Regions from separate parts of the Mus musculus genome. Here region 1 is linked to region 2. A link is a contact called in public Hi-C data. All regions are on one chromosome and are shown on one strand. The core of a region is the stretch at or near the end of the contact, and the rest is flanking DNA. Distances in the headings are between cores, read along the strand shown.

What was found. A called contact is a pair of places that touch in the nucleus more often than the background predicts.
Region 1: a contact with region 2 is called in a Hi-C map of cerebellar granule neurons, with 2.0 times the contacts expected there. The contact joins two enhancer-like sites. A contact is called at or near these places in 1 of 39 promoter capture datasets (cancer-associated fibroblasts), 54 of 484 Hi-C or Micro-C datasets (3T3-L1-derived adipocytes, B cells, the C2C12 cell line and 38 more), 13 of 115 datasets of contacts at active chromatin or transcription factors (the SCID.adh cell line, VIP interneurons, bone marrow-derived macrophages and 7 more) and 4 of 9 other capture datasets (adipose tissue, liver, macrophages and 1 more).

What each region holds. Positions count from the first base shown.
Region 1 is chr2:92,171,304-92,176,239 of GRCm38.p6, reverse strand. All of the region lies in intron 1 of Gm39877 (a long non-coding RNA gene), which reads left to right. Among named protein-coding and RNA genes, the nearest start is that of Gm39877, 3.7 kb to the left of the region's middle. Within about 2 kb of position 1,864, at least 17 of the 459 cell types and tissues checked have an H3K27ac peak or open chromatin away from gene starts, as enhancers often do. A contact at or near this core is called in cerebellar granule neurons and cerebellum, where this site is marked.
Region 2 is chr2:92,072,740-92,077,949 of GRCm38.p6, reverse strand. No RefSeq gene overlaps it. Among named protein-coding and RNA genes, the nearest start is that of Gm31473, 47 kb to the right of the region's middle. Within about 2 kb of position 1,444, at least 2 of the 459 cell types and tissues checked have an H3K27ac peak or open chromatin away from gene starts, as enhancers often do. A contact at or near this core is called in cerebellar granule neurons and cerebellum, where this site is marked.

The sequences.
Region 1 (4,936 bases), core at 615-3,114, 98 kb before region 2:
GCTATTCCTAAGGAATTAAGAACTCTGGGATTTACAGTCTGTTGACACCCTAGTGTACCATGCAGTTTCTTTATATGCAAAATGCAGAAGTAATGGGGCAACTTTATAGAGATGCTATGGAACTTAAAGCTGACTGTGTGGGAGACATGCCTGCTCAGTGTTAGGGAGGTCCTTTGCTAAGTTGTATCGCACTGTACAAAAGCCTGCATTTAATTTGTGGTCATTTCTTTTCTGCCAGCATTGACACCTGAAATTCTGAAGTACCAATTAGTGAATCCTTTAAAAAAAAATTTGTCCCGTGCCCAATTCCAGTCAGAAGCAGCAGCCTTATACACTGCTGGGTACAACTTCTGTCTTCTTAGTGCATCAGAAAGGACATGGGTATGTGAAATAACCTATGGGTCTTCCTTCATTGAAATAATGTTCTAATAAGTTTTGGTCACCTCTGTATCAAGCTTGTGGTTCTGGCTTAGCCTGCCCAGCTAAGATGGTATTTGTTCCTTGGCTTTTTGAGACAGGGTTTCTCTGTATAGCCCAGGCTGTCCTGGAACTCACAATGTAGACCAGGCTGTCCTCAAACTCAGAAATCTGCCTGCCTCTGCCTCCCAAGTGCTAGGATTAAAGGCATGCATCACTACTGCCTGGCTCTTGGACATTTATATGAACTAAATGCTGCTTGGAAATTCACCTTGCTCCAATCAATGACAAATTTCCGTACAGTCCTCCAATGGGGTGCAAGGTGGAGTTTCTAAGTTGAAATACAAATAAAGGGATCTGAAAGTCTCTTTTCTGGGAACTTTTTGAAAAGATTCATTTATTTTTATTACATGTGTGTGATAGTTTTACCTGAATGTGTGTGTGTGTGTGTGTGTGTGTGTGTGTGTGTGTGTGTGCACTACATGCATGCAGTGCCTGTGGAAGACAGAAGAAGACGTCATATCCCCAGGTACCGGAGTTAACAGACAGTTGGGAGTTACCTTGTGGGTGCTGGAAACTGGCCCTGGGTCCTTCGGAAGAGCAGTAAGTGCTCTTAAACAGTGAGTCATGTGTCCAGACCCTCTTCTTTGGAAACTTTTAGGTTGAAGGAGAGAAGCGTGCACATCACACACCACCTGTATTGCTGAATTTTCACAAAGCAAACACATTTCAGTTCTCCCTGGTGTTTCCAATGGTCAGAAGGTTCTAAAATAACCATGTATTTCATCATTTGGGGGGATTAAAAAAGACTATAATTAATTGGGGGGGGGGAGTTAGTAGGTGAGAATTTCCCGAACAAGATAGCAAGCAACTGCCTTTCGAGCTGCAAATATGATTTTGAATTATCAAATGGAGATAAGCAAAATGATTGGCTGGACCCAGATCGCCAAAATCACATCACCATCCACCCGCCGCTTGATATATGATCTCGACAATTTACTTCAAGGACTTCAGTCCTCATTTGTTAACCGGGTGATAATAATAGGATTGTTGTTAGGATTAAATGAAGTAACACTCATATGGACTTGGATGAGCCTGCCACTTAAGCTCTCGATAAAAGTAAATCATTATCCTTTTAGGATGGTGCCCCTGGGGACAATAGGAAGAGTTATGGAGATCTCAAGAATTCTTTTAGGAAAAAAAAAAAAAGATTTTTTTTTTTTTTTTTTTTTTTTTTGTCTAGCAGAAAAGCTGGATCAGAGCGGCTCAGGGGCGTTATCACAGAGCTCCAGGACTCACAGCAGCAAGGCTGGCAGGTCTGTGGTCAAGACTAGAGAATGAGAGCAAGGCTCCTATCTGGGGGTGGCAGCCAGGTTGATGAACCGTGTAGCTGTGAAGATAGCGCAGCTCTGAAGAGAAAGCCACAGGGGTGTGCCTGGCATCCAAACACGACATGACCTGATTTGCTCAGAGACCGGAGGACAGCCTGAGCAATTTGACATGGATAGAGAGAGAGCAGTGAGAGACTCCGCAACCACAGAATCAGAATCCACAGGGTCAGAGTCTTCAAAGGCCTGTGCCCAAAATCATAGGACCCTTCAGGACTTTATCCAGAATCTAGTGACCATCGCACTGTGCAGCTTATTAGAAACCTTGGGCCTTTAAACTCAGCATTCCTTCACACGGAAATAAGCTATATTTTGTACTTGGACCAACTCGGAATGCTATATGAGAGAAGAAACATTACTACTCCAGGGATGGAACACCATCCTAGCATGGGTAAGGCCTTGGCAGGATGTGTGTGCAGAGGAATCTCCCCCCTGAATGATAGAATCAAGCAGCACCCCCAAATCCAGCCAGGATCCTGACTGATGTCAACTGCATTATTAAATTTGTCTTCTTTCCTAGTCACTATGTCACAGTTGCTCCTCATTCTGGGGGCACAATCTCTCCTTGACTAGCTGCAGGAGATGCATAAGAACACAGCAGGGGGACTAGAGAGATGGCTCAGCGGTTAAGAGCACTAGCTGATCTTCCAGAGGTCCTGAGTTCAATTCCCAGCAACCACAGGGTGACTCTCAACCATGTATAATGGGATCCGATGCTCGCTTCTGGTGTGTCTGAAGAGAGTGACAGTGTACTCCTATACATAAAATAAATAAATAGATATTTTTTAAATAAATAAAGAAAAGAAAGAATCCAGCAGGATTACTACAGTAAGTGTAGCCTGCTTATGATGGCTAAACTTGGTCATCAACTTGGCACATGTGAGAGGAAAGACCCACCCCCACCCCCACCCAAGGACTTGCTCCCATCTAATTGGCCCATAGGCATGTCTGTGAGGCATTTTCTTGATTGTCAATTGATGTAGAAACGGCCTAGTCCACTGTGGCTTGTGCCATCCCAAAGCATGTAGGCCTGGGCTATATAAGAAAGGGGAAGCCAGGGGACCTAAACCAGTAAACAGCCACTTTTCATCACAGTATTTCTCAACCTGTGGCTTGTGACTCCTCCGAGGGTCAAATGACTCGCTCACAGGGGTCCCATATCAGATATTTGCATTGCAATTCATATCGGTAGCAAGACTGGGTATGAAGTAGCCTTGAAAATAATTTTATGGTTGGGGGGTCACCACAACATGAGGAACTGTATTAAAGGGTCGCATTAGGTAAGTTGAAAATTACTACTCTATTGTCTCTGCTTTAATCTCTTCTGCTTTAATCTCTTGCCTTGACTTCCCTCAAAGATGGACTATAACCTGTAAACTAAAATAAACCCTTTCTTCCCCACGTTGCTTCTGGTCATGGTGTTTAAATCACAGCAACAGAGAAGCAAACTAGAAAACTAGTGTTCCCCTAACTTGGACATGATGGCACAAACCTTCTTCATCCCAGCACTCAGTTGGCAGAAGCAGGTGGATCTCTGAGTTTAAAGCCAGCCTGGTCTACAAAGTAAGTCCCAGGACAGCCAGGGCTGTTACATAGAGAAACTCTGTCTCAACAAAACAAAACAAACAAACAAACAAACAGACAGACAATCCAGGGATGGCTTTTCTGTGGCCCATAGGTTTCCCAGAGCCTGAACTTGAACTTGAACTCAGAGTCCCTCTCAGCATAGCCTGTATATCAGATAATTTTGGTTTTGCTTTGTTTGGGCAGAGTCTCACTATGTAGCCTTGGTTGCTCTCAAACTCGACGTATAGAACAGGCTGGCCTTAAACTCACAGAGATCCACAGGCCTCTGACTGCTAGGATTAAAGGTGTACACTGCCACACCTGGTCCCACCCAGCAGTCTTTATCAAGTATTTGGAACGTGCCACAGACCTGGACTCAGCCACTTCTCCAGCACCACCCACTCAACTGTGTCAGGTAGGAAACCGTGCCGGGCTCAGCACCACATACTTGACTTAAGCCCTGGCTAGGTAACAACTGCCTCTCTGTTTAGGAACCTGTTCTCATATTTCTGAGTTCATAACTGATTTATGACCTATAAATATAGTCACATCAACCTCATTGCTGAATAATTTACATACTAAGGTCATGCTCTTTGGATGAACCTGACATTCATTAGTGTTGAAACTAACCAGCCATGGGCATCCAAGCCAGAACCCATGGAAGACCTCTACCCCAAAGTGGGGGAGTAGAAAAGCAGAAAACTCAGATTTGACTTCCTCAGTTAACATCTGGTCAATCTACCTTCTCTATAGCCTCATACTCTCCATCTCTAAAATGGGACCCACAGATGTCAATGCTGGCAGATCCAGAAAAATTATATTAGTCCAGGTGCATGGTAGGAATCCCAGCACTTAGGAGATGTTGACAATGATTTATAGTCCATAGAGTCTCCATCTGTAAAATGGGCATAGTATATTTAATCCTCTTCTGTGGTTGCAACAAACGAGTGAGATAGAATTGGCAAACAAGGCCTGGGCAAGACATTCCACAAGTAAAGCCCTTGCCACAAAAAGTCTGATAACCTGAGTTTGATTCCAGGAGTTCTTGGTAGAAGAAGAGGACCAAATGGCAAATGCCACCCTCTGACCTCTACACAGGCACCCTGACACCCTCACATCACACACGCATGTGCAACAGTAATAAATAAAATAATTTTCCAAAAACTGTAAAAGAGTTTGCAGATGAATGAACTTGAAAGTAGTACCATGATGGAACAAAAGAAAATTAACTAAACTTGAACTCAAGACAACACTGCCTGCATCATTTCTACATCTGGGCTAGCAGACAAAACACCAAACAAGAAGCAGCAAAGGGGCATGGGGCCAAGCACTGCGATGGGAGACCCGGAGATGGCACCAGGAACTGAGGAACTGAGACAGTGTTCTGTTCAAATACACTGAGAGTAAGAACAGAAAGATAAGAGGTATTTCCCAACAGCCACCGGGGGACGGACCTTCCACTCCCTGAAGGAGTGAAGGTAGATGTTTGTTGCAAACAGTGTGATGTGGCAGCCACAGACACTTCCCTTGAACACTAGCTCCTCAATTAGCACAAGAACAAACTT
Region 2 (5,210 bases), core at 195-2,694:
GCTGGCAATGGAAGCTGGGGAGCTGGTGTGATGAGGTCCCTGGGGATTTGGGGGACAGCCTCTCCTCCCCTCCCCTCCCTCTCCCTCCCCTCCCTCTCCCCTCCCTCTCCTTTCCTCTCTCTCTCTCCCTCTCTCTCTCTCCCTCTCTCTCTCCCTCTCTCTCTCTGTCTCTCTCTCTCTGTCTCTCTCTTTCTCTCTGTCTCTCTCCTTCTCTCTCTCCCTCTCCTTCTCTCAGAGAGACCCATACACATCTTTAAGACAGACAAGGACCAATAAGTACTAATGTCCCAGTCAGGGGAGAAGTTCCAGAAATGGGACTGTGGAGCTGTAGCGATGGCTCAGCAGTTGCTCTTGCAGAGGACCCAGGCCTCACACCATCCGTAACTTTAGTTCCAGGACCTCCAATGCTTTCTGCCCTCAAGAGTCCCAGGCAGGCATACATGAAAGCAAAGCACTCACACACCTGAAATAAGTAAGTGTGAAATGGGATTTAAGGGAAAAAAGGAAAAGAGGAATGAGATATGAGCCCAATCCAGGGCTTCTGGAAGTCAGGGAGCAAGGACCTAGTGGAGCGGGGCCTCAGGGAAGCTCCTGGGGCAGGGATCCCAGACCCACAGCTGTGGGGACCCAGGACTCCAGAATCAAGCGCAGGCCCCTCCCCTGGGGTTTCTCTTGTGTTCACTATCATAGCTAGAGCTGATGTAAATTCGGATCCCTGCTTTCCTGAGCACACACTGGTGCAGTCACAAAACCTGAAGAAGCAGCTGGAGTCCACCCTGGGGGACAAAACAGAGAGGCTGGTGAGGAAGCATTTTAAACCCATAGTGCAAGCCGGGCGGGTGGTGGTGGCGGCGCACGCCTTGAATCTCAGCGCTTGGGAGGCAGAGGCAGACTTGCGTAAGCCTGACAATCTGAGTTCAATTCCCAGAACTCACATAAAGGTGAAAGAAGAAATCTGACTTCACAAGCTATCCTCTGATCTCCACATGCACACCATGGCAGTCAGACAGACAGATACATACACACACACACACACACACACACACACACACACACACCATTTTTAAAAATCCTTTAGTGACTGTCTTGTGTTTGAGATTTCAGGCCGTGCCTTTGCGGTGCCTCTCTGTGTATGTGACCTGATAGTAGGTGTGGATTGGCGGTTCCCCCACAGAGGTTTCTTTCCCATATCTTCATTTGATGAGAAAACAGTTGCTTTAGGCTGTTGGCCCACAGAATTGGTTTATGAATGTTACCGATTCATGAATTACAGAAGGGCAACGATGAGTGGCCTAGATATTTTCCAGAGTTTGCATTAGTTACTCTTCTGTCGCTGTGACCAAATCATCTGGAACAGTCAGTTTTGGAGTAGAAACATCGAGCATGGCTCTGAGATTCGAATGTGTCAGCCCATGATGGACACGTGACCCCGTGGTGTACGTCATGGTCCATCGGCCAATCAGGAAGCAGAGAGGGATGCAGGCAGGAACTGCAGCTGATGTTCCCCCAGACCTCCATGCCTAAAAGTTCTCACCACCCTCCAAACAGCCGCAGGAGCCTGTGGAACACAAACCCATTCAGTCCGTATCCAAAGTCCCCTCCTCCAAAGCCCAGACTCCAGGGGTCTGAAGATCATCCTCAGAAGTCCCATCCACACTGGTGAAAGGGACACCAGGGGCCCCTCCCCCACCAGAACACAGCACACAAGCCTTGAGTTTGGGCCTTTGCCACATGCCGATGAGCTCCCCCCTCCTCCCTCCCCCCCTCCCCCCTCCTCCATCTGCTCTGTCCATCTGGCCACTTGGAGCCCAGCAGTAGACCAATCCAACATTTCCCTGACTCGATACGAGGCTCCTGCACACAGTAGGTACTGTAAGTAGCTGTTGAATAACTGAATGAGTTCCCACTTCAATGGTGACAAAACTAACTCATGTCCCTCCTCCACCCTCAGGACGGTATTCCTGGTATCTGTCTAGTGTTAGCCCTGGTGGTGGTGGGGTGTTTGAGGGCTTTAAGATGTATTATTTTCAGTAGTCAGGTATGGGGTACGCACCTCATGCTTGGGACGTAGAGGCTGGGGGATGAGGTCATACTCAACTACACAGTGAGTCTGAGATGTAATGCTGTCTCAAGCAAGCAGATTGGTTGGGCTGGGGATATCTCAGTTGGTAAAGTATTTGCCTTGTAAGGATACAGTCTTAAGTTCAATGCCCTAGAACCCATATTTGGAAGGAAGGAAGGAAGGAAAAAAGAAAGGAAGGAAGAAGGAAGGAAGAAGGAAAGAAAGAGAGAGAGAGAAAGAAAGAAAGAAAGAAAGAGAAAGAAAGAAAGAAAGAGAAAGAAAGAAAAGAAAAGAAAAGAAAGAAAGAAAGAAAGAAAGAAAGAAAGAAAGAAAGAAAGAAAGAAAGAAAGAAAGAAAGAAAGAGAAACCCAGACTTGGTGGCACAGCTCCAATCCCAGTATTGCAGAGGAAAAAAAACCAGCAGATTCCTGGGCCTTGCTAGCCAGTCCCATTAAACTGCTTTGTGAATTTCAAGCTGATGAGAGAGCCTATCTCAAAACATAAGGTAGGTAGCACCTGTGGAACAACAGAAGAGGCTCTCCTCCGACCTTTATAAGCACGCCCGTGTGCACACGCGTGCACATACACAGAGATGAAAGTTTGAAACAATAACTAAGCTTCTGACATGAGAAATGTTTAAATGAGATTTAAAACTATGTCCTTCAGTCCCGCTTCATTACCTACCACAGTGGGGCATCCATCATCATCCAGGGTAGGATCCAGGATAGGACAGCCTTCCCAGGTCCCTTGATCAGAGTCAAGAGCAGTGGTCTCCCTATCGGCTGGGAACTGAGACTGCCTGTCCTTCACATCAGAGCTTTCCAACGTCATGTTCATGGTTCTCATAGTGATGACTGCACTTAAAAGAGCAGAGCTCGGGTGGGGATGTACTCTTGTAACCCTAGCACTCTGAAGGTAGACAGTTCAAGGTCAGCCTCTGCTACTTAGTGAGTTTCAGGCCAGCCTGGGCTACATGAGGATCTGCCAAAAAGCAAAAAGTCAAAGAACATTGAACACACACACTTTACTCCATGTTCTCTTGGCCCCAGAGTGACTGAGATCACATTGTTGAGCATATTTTCTAGTATTTAGCTTCCTATGTCTAAAGCTAGGCTTGAGCCCTGATTTCTTTTGTCCTGTACCAATGAGGAGTAGCTTTGAAGAAGCACTGTCTCAGCCTGGTGGTGGTTGCCCACGACTCAGTTTAGTCCCAGAACTCAGAGGAGGTAGAGGGAAGATCTCTGAGTTCAAGGCTAGCCTGGTCTACAGACCAAGTTCCAGGACAGCCATGGCTACCTAGAAAAACCCTGTCTTGAAACAACAAACCAAACCAACCAAACAACCAAATAAACAAAGAAGCAACCCCTGTCTCCTTTACTCAACATGGTCATGAATCTTGCATGAATTAAGAGCTAACATTTTCCACAGTGGCCTTGATTCTCCCTCCCTGGCCCTCCTCTCCAACCCAGGGCTGGATGCTTCACACACGCTGGGCATGAAATCCACTGAAGAGCCACAGCTCCAGCCCTGAACAATTTATAGTTGTCACTATAATTAACAATTTGCTGTGCTGTTTCCTTTTTAAGATTTATTTCCATTGTAGTTGTTCATATATGTATGTAAGTTTGTATACATGTGGCTGCAAGTACCCACAGATTCCTCAAGAGGCCACTGGGGCCCCTGGCACTGGAGTTACAGGTTGTAAGTCACTTGGTAGGGATGCTGGGCACTGAATTCCAGTCCTCTGCAACAGCCATCCTCTTACCTGCTGAGCTGCCTCTCAGCACTCTGAGCTGCTGCCAGCTTGGTTCTGTTGTGGGTTTTTTGCTTGATATTTTGGATGTCAAACAGCTGTTGTCTTGGGCTTGCAACAGCCTCAGCATTTCCATTCTTCAATTTAGGTCATTCAACCATTCCACTTTAAGAAAAAAATATTTTTTATTTTATGTGCATTGGTGTTTTGCCTGCTGTGTAAGGGTGTCATATCCCCTGGAACAACAGACAGATGTGTGAGCTACCATGTGGATGCTGGGAGTTGAACCTGGGTCCTCTGAAAGAGCAGCTAGTGCTCATAACCCCTGAGACATCTCTCCAGCCCTTCCATTCCACTTTTTGTCAGAGACCCTCCCACCACCCTCTGTCCCCTTCAGTCTGGGCTGGCTGTTTCTCTTTTCTACCATCCTAATATTTTTTGTTGTTGGCATTTCCTTGAGGTTCCTTGTCACCCTCTTTCTTGGTTTATTCTAAGAGAGAAGACAGCAAGCCTTTAGAGAAGCCATATGTCTGAAATTTTCCCATTTGCTTGCAGAATTCCATTGGTATCTAAGCAAAGAGCAGAACTGTAGCTGGGAGGTAGACGGTTCAAGGTCAGCCTTGGCTACTCAGTGCGCTGCAGATCTTCTTCTTAGGGTTTTGTGGTTCACACAACATTTTTACATGCTTTGTAGAGCATTCTGAGGCCATTCTAAGTACAGATCCTTTAAGGGGAAAAAAGGGCTATTTTAACTCCGGGGAAGTTTTTAGGATCCTTGTCCTTGAGTTCTGGGACTTCACAATGGCCTTGTGGCGTCTCTTCTTTGCTGTGCTTGGAACTTAATGGACCTTTTGGTCCTGGGGAAAGTTTCCATATTGCTTACTTACATTTATTTTCATCTCTTTGTCCCTGTTTCCCACCCCCCCTTACTGAAATAAGGTAGAAAAATAAGAGATATTATTTTGGAGTAAGGGGCCAAGAGAAATTTGATGAAGTAGATATGATCAGAAAGGCAAACAAACATATGCCTTCTCATCTCAGAGAAAAAAATACTTTCTTTTGTTCCTTGAATGGTATGCTTTTGTCTTGTTCATTTCTATTTTAGATAGAGTTTGACCTTGTGTATTCCAGACTGGCCTCAAACTCAATATATAGCCACAGATGACCTTAAAGGTCTAGTCCTCTTGCTTCCACCTCCCTAGCTTGGTGGCAGTTACATCTACACCTGGAGCTGAAGGTCAACCTCGGAGCATCAGGCATGCCACTCGGGCACAGCACCCACTGAGATACACACCAGCCTCTCCCGCCCATTATTTTTAGTCTCCTTCTCAACACAGAGCTTTCCTCCCAGGTGTGGGGAGTCCTAGCTGAGCAGTCACATGGAGAGGGAGATCC